2 separate regions of the Zea mays genome follow, and region 1 is linked to region 2. The links are chromatin contacts, called in public Hi-C maps. All regions are on one chromosome and are shown on one strand. Each heading gives the region's core, a stretch centred on a gene start, on an enhancer-like site or on the middle of the called end of the contact. The rest is flanking DNA. Distances are from core to core; before and after follow the strand shown. Region 1 holds the start of LOC100275206. Region 2 holds the start of LOC100382408.

What was found. A called contact is a pair of places that touch in the nucleus more often than the background predicts.
Region 1: a Hi-C map of tassel shows a contact between it and region 2, with 2.1 times the contacts expected there. The contact joins the promoter of LOC100275206 here to the promoter of LOC100382408 in region 2. A contact is called at or near these places in 6 of 25 Hi-C or Micro-C datasets (ear, endosperm, leaf and 3 more).

The regions. Positions count from the first base shown.
Region 1 is chr5:166,097,332-166,100,031 of Zm-B73-REFERENCE-NAM-5.0, reverse strand. It overlaps LOC100275206, which reads right to left and starts at 1,386. Exons shown (of 4, transcript NM_001149352.2): 1 at 1,298-1,386. It overlaps LOC100282665, which reads right to left. Exons shown (of 5, transcript NM_001155573.2): 5 at 2,365-2,689. The coding sequence ends at 2,627.
Region 2 is chr5:165,940,168-165,942,867 of Zm-B73-REFERENCE-NAM-5.0, reverse strand. It overlaps LOC100382408, which reads left to right and starts at 1,408. Exons shown (of 3, transcript NM_001175152.1): 1 at 1,408-2,014. The coding sequence starts at 1,994.

The DNA.
Region 1 (2,700 bases), core at 137-2,636, 160 kb before region 2:
ATGCGAATATAGAATGCAATGCAAATATGCACTGGGGGAACATTCGTCTTTCACAAGTGAGCAGGCAAGGTAGGCATGGTTCCACATGAGCTGATCCACACCCAACAAAAGGATTTATTTGGCCAACGGTTCTCAGCTGGAGAGCTCCTAGGCATGGTTCCACATGAGCTGGTCCAGCTGGGCGAGCCATTTTGACTCGCTGACCAGCAAATCGAATCTTAACGTTGATAGATATATATCTGCTGAGTTACCTGATCCTAGTGCTGATCCGTTAGGATTCTTCCTGGTTGAAGAGTTTATGATACAAGACCCGTGTGGTTCAGCTAATCCAAATAGTCCTTGCACGAGAGATGGCTATTGTTTAAAAGGCCTAAGTCATTTAGATCTGAAACAGTTTTTTTTTTACGAAGCTGGCTACCCACTATACAGGCGCAGAAAAATGGTATTCTTGCCTGGAAAGGGAATGTACAAGTAGATAGTCTATGGGTTGTGCCACATAGTCTATCTGTGCACTGTGCTCAAGAAATGCCAGGCACATATTGATGTTGAGGCCTGTAACCAAACCTATCTGATCAAGTGTCTATTAAGTATGTCAACAAAGGATTTGACTGTGCATAGAATGAGGTTCAAGAATCGTGAGTCATCTGCTTCAGAATCTACAAAGGGTGACGGTACAGTAGATCAAGAAAAGACTAGCTCTGATGGTATCGATGAAATTGCTGAATATATGAAATCTAGATATCTTTCTTGCTGTGAGGATACATGGAGGCTGTTCGGGTTTGAGTTTCATGGTAAATTTCCTCTGCGGAGTGTCTTTTCGTGCATCTACCAGGATTGAACTTTGTTATATTGCAAGAGGAAACTGATCTGCAGAGCGTTGTCAATAATCAGAGGCAATTGTAAGAATGCAATTGTCGCGGGCGCACCTACAGCAGTGTCGCCGCCTACAGTAGCTACGGCAGGCCAGTAGCTACGGCTCGCACCTACAGCAGCAGTGTCGCCGCCTCGCCGGGGACGACGGATATCGCGGGCGCGGCACCCCCGTGCCCGTTCCCGTCCTCGTTCGCTTGTCTGATTAGATCCCCATCTGGCCGTTCGCACCCCCTCTCACGAAGGCACGCAGCCGAGCTCGCAGCGCACGCAGGGGCGGGGAGAACCGGACAAGTCAGAAGGTCCATCCGCGACGCGACCGCGACCCGCAAGGCAGGCGAGCCCGCCGAGGCGGAGGAGGGCACCTCGAGATCTCCTCAGCGCGGCTCGCGGGTCAGAAGCAGCGAGGTGGGGGAAGGGTGCTCACCCTGTCGCGAGGGAAGGCTGCTGTCGAGGTGAGGCACGCGTGAGCAGCGAGGATGGACCGGGAGGTGAGGCAAGAGCGGAGGATGCACCGTGCCGGCCGCCGCCGAGCTTCACGCGTGCACTGCTGGGAGGAGCTTTTTGCTATTATAGTATTCCTTTTATCAGGCTGCTCTCTTTTAGTACTTACAATTTTATCTTCTCTATAATAGTACTTACAAGTGAACATATCCTTTAAAATAGTATTTTAACCCATTTTTAATTGTTTTCATTTTATTTTCTTATTTCTCACCACCTAAATTAGCCGTACTGCTATATCAGTTCTAGCAGGAATTCATACTGCCAATGCTAGTATTTGTGTCTAGTTTGCTTAGATGCTATTGACCGGCTGAGGGATGAGGGTCACCAGCAACCGTTTGAACATGTTCTTGTCAAGGTAGATAGTAGTAGTTTTGTATATTATTTTTATTTGGCATGAAGATGGAAGACGAATGATAGACAAGGGAATTACTTGGAGTTGTTCAGCCGTGGATGATAGCTACTGTGATATATAACCTAACCGGTCAGTACGTCAGTAATAAATATGATCACACTTGTTGATGCATCTGAGAATTACACCTGCGATATCTAGTCTGTTGTATGTATGTATGTATGCATTCTTGTGATGAATAGAGATGTGGAGGGAGAGAGGAAAAGTAGGGAGTACGGTGCTGAGAAATAAGAAAAGAAAATAGAAATGATTAAAAAGAGGTCGAAGTACTATTTTAAAGAATAGGGTTACCTATGAATACTATTATGGAGAAGGTAAAATTATAAGTACTAAAAAGAAGAAGCCTAATGAAATGAGTATTATAATAACAAAAGCTCCTGCTGGGAGGGAGGGGAGAGGAATCGTTTTCTGTCTTCACAAGCTAAGAATCTGTTGTGGGCTTTAGATTTGGGCTAGGAAAGTGAGTGGAATGTTGATTTCCAATTTCAAGTGCATCCAAACAGGCTTGCCCTAGAATCTAATTCTAATTCAGCCCAATTAAGACCAAACAAACAGGCCCTCAGGGTTGACAAGCAGTAGAGGGAGCATTTTACTTGCATGAAGGATAAAGAAGCATGTTACTGCGGCCATTTATATGAACCAAACCGAAACTTGACCACAGTATTGTCCTCGCCTCAAATTCAGTAGTTTATTCATATAATATATCACTGAACATTACATCCTCGTCTCAAGTTCAGTAGTTTATTCATATATCACTGGAACATCACAGCCAGGCCTAAGCAATAAAGTTTACACGTTGAGGCCTAACTGGTCATAAAATACATCAGAGACCGGAGATCGCTTTCAGTAGTTCGTTAAGATTTTGTCTCGTGAGACACCATCTGCTACAAGGGATAAGGTGAGTTCCTGTAAAGTAG
Region 2 (2,700 bases), core at 159-2,658:
TAATAGATCACATCTTAAATTGGACAACTATTATAACTTTGTACTACCGGATAGTGTGAGCACAACCCAATATGACCCAAAATCATGCTCGGGCTACCATGGCCTATAAGTATGTGGTGCTTCGACTATCTCCAGTGAAGTGTGTAAAATAGGGGATGACATTGTTTGACACTGTTTGTAGAGAAAAATTTAAAATATAGGATGCGATAGAGGATCTGTTGGAGATGGTCTTAGGCCGTGTCCTAGATCGAACGTGATTCGACATGATCTTTTACCTATATTATTAGGTATTGTGTCAATAAATCTATTAAAACTTTGAAGTCTAAGTGGCTTGAGAAATCAACTTAGTCCAGACAATACAATGGACCAGCTAGCAAGTCTTTAAGTCGTATTTGGGCTAAGCTAGCCTGTGGGCCGATGCGGCACGATACCATTAATAATCACGGCTATGTGCCTATGTGGTAATGTCTAGACGGGTCTATGATGTGTCAGACTAAGCTGTTCATTTGGGCATGGGGCCAGATGCACAACAATCGTGTATATGATGATTGTAAAAAATATTGTTCCGCATAGTAGATATATACTGTTTATAAAGTGGAGTTTAAAATAGAAGGTGATATAAGTAAAGCCGCTGAAGATAAAATTACGCAATGTGCTCAATCTTACTCAGGATGTGCTCAGGTCAGCATTACATTGTAAATCCAGCATGCTCGCAGTTGGAGCGGCGCGTAAGATCCGATCCGGATCCATCCTCCCAATACCAGAATTCCGGCCACCGCGCACCACCACCTGCATGATGGTTCGGCTAATGGACATTTCCCCGTCGGCCCTGCCTGGTGGGTGGCTCACCGCCGAAACACCCAGACCTTGAAACGCTGAGTCGTGGGCCCACTGGTAGAACACCGACTCGCGTCAATCTGGTACCAGGCCACGAACCCCGCGGCCCACAACCTGATTCCCAGCTCCTACTTGTAGCTACTTCCACTGCCATGTAGGACTCGGTGTCTGTTGCCCCACCAGCCAGTGAGATCATACTGTTGGTGTCGGCGACGCGGCGAAGAAGGCCCAAGCCCCAAACACATTACATTACCCGGTGAGTTAAATTCCTACCTGTCCTCTTCTCTCTGCCCAAGCCCCCCGCCACCAGCCCACCACCACTGTACAGCACACCACTCCTCGTCTGCTCCCTCAACACCCTCTCCTCTCCCTCCTTCAATGCGAGAAGCTCCGTCGGCGTGCGAGCTCTGAAGCCATGGTAGCCGGCGCCGGGAACCCGGGGCGTCCTGTCGCGGTTCTTGCCCTCCTCCTCCTCGCCGCCGCCGCGCCGCCCGGTGCCTGGGCCGGGTCCGCGGCCGTGAACGGGGACCGCCTCCGGGCAGAGCAGATCCGGAAGCAGGCCTCGGACGCGGCCGCATCCGCTGCCGCGCTCGCCGCGGCGTCGCGCCGGCTCCACCTGGACCGCGCGCGACACCTCCGCCTCCTCTCCTCGCTCCACCGCAACCTCACCAACACGCTCCGCGCCCTCTCCGTAGCCGCCGACTTCGCCTCGGACCCTTCCTCCGCCAACGTATCGTCCTCCCGCCAGCTCGACCTCCAAGCCAAGGACCTCATCCGCGCCGCGCGCGCCGCCATCGCCGACTCCAAGCCGCTCTTCGACCCGCAGCTCAAGATCCAGCGCCTCAAGGACACCATCTTCGCGCAGAACGAGCTGCTCGCGCGCGCCAAGAAGCGCGGCGCCTTCGCCTCCCTCATCGCCGCCAAGTCCATCCCCAAGCCGCTCCACTGCCTCGCTGTCCGCCTCACCGCGGAGCGGATTGCGAGGCCCGACCAGTACGCGGACCCGGTGCCGCCACCGCCGGCGCTCGAGGACCCCGCGCTCTTCCACTATGCAATCTTCTCCGACAACGTGCTCGCGGCCTCGTGCGTCGTGCGCTCCGCCGTTGCCAACTCCAACGATCCCTCCAAGCACGTCTTCCATGTTGTCACCGACCGGATGAACCTCGGAGCCATGCAGGTTTGCTGCATTCTGTTTCTCCATCTTGTGCTATTACCCATTTTGCACAGCATCTTGTTCCCAAAACGTGATCTTGTAGACTGACTGTTCATTCGGAGTTTCGGACTTGGGATTATTTTCCTATATGTGATGCCTTATCTTCTCTGTTCTGTATTTGGAACAAATCTAGCGTGCCCTTGGCACTGAATTCTACTCCCATCTGTTTTGCCAGTTACTAGCATATCTACACAGTGTAAGCTGAGTTCTAAGTTTTACTACCCAAAAGATATTGCGAGTTGCAGTGCACAAGCAAAACTAGCCACATAGCCCAAAAGAAGTCCTAGATCACCAAATCTTATAAAACAAAAGATTTTGGTAAATATCTTTTTGGGACATAATATCAGAACTGCTGATGCCAACTGCCTGTTTCAGAACTGACGAACTTTGCCCCTTGAGGGCTTATTCGGTTAGAGGTGGATTGAAGGGGGTTAAATCCTTTGCTAGTCAAAATTGAATAGAAAGATATTTAATCTCCCTCAATCGTCTCTAATCCCCATGCAGCCGAAAAAGGCCTCAAGGTTTTATTTTCCTTAAGAGATGGCGAGTGAAGATCAACCCCATTTGAGTACTATTGTGCTAATCACCGAAATATACTGGCTCCTATTTGCCTAAGTACTTCCTTTTCTTTTACCAAAGTGAATTTGATT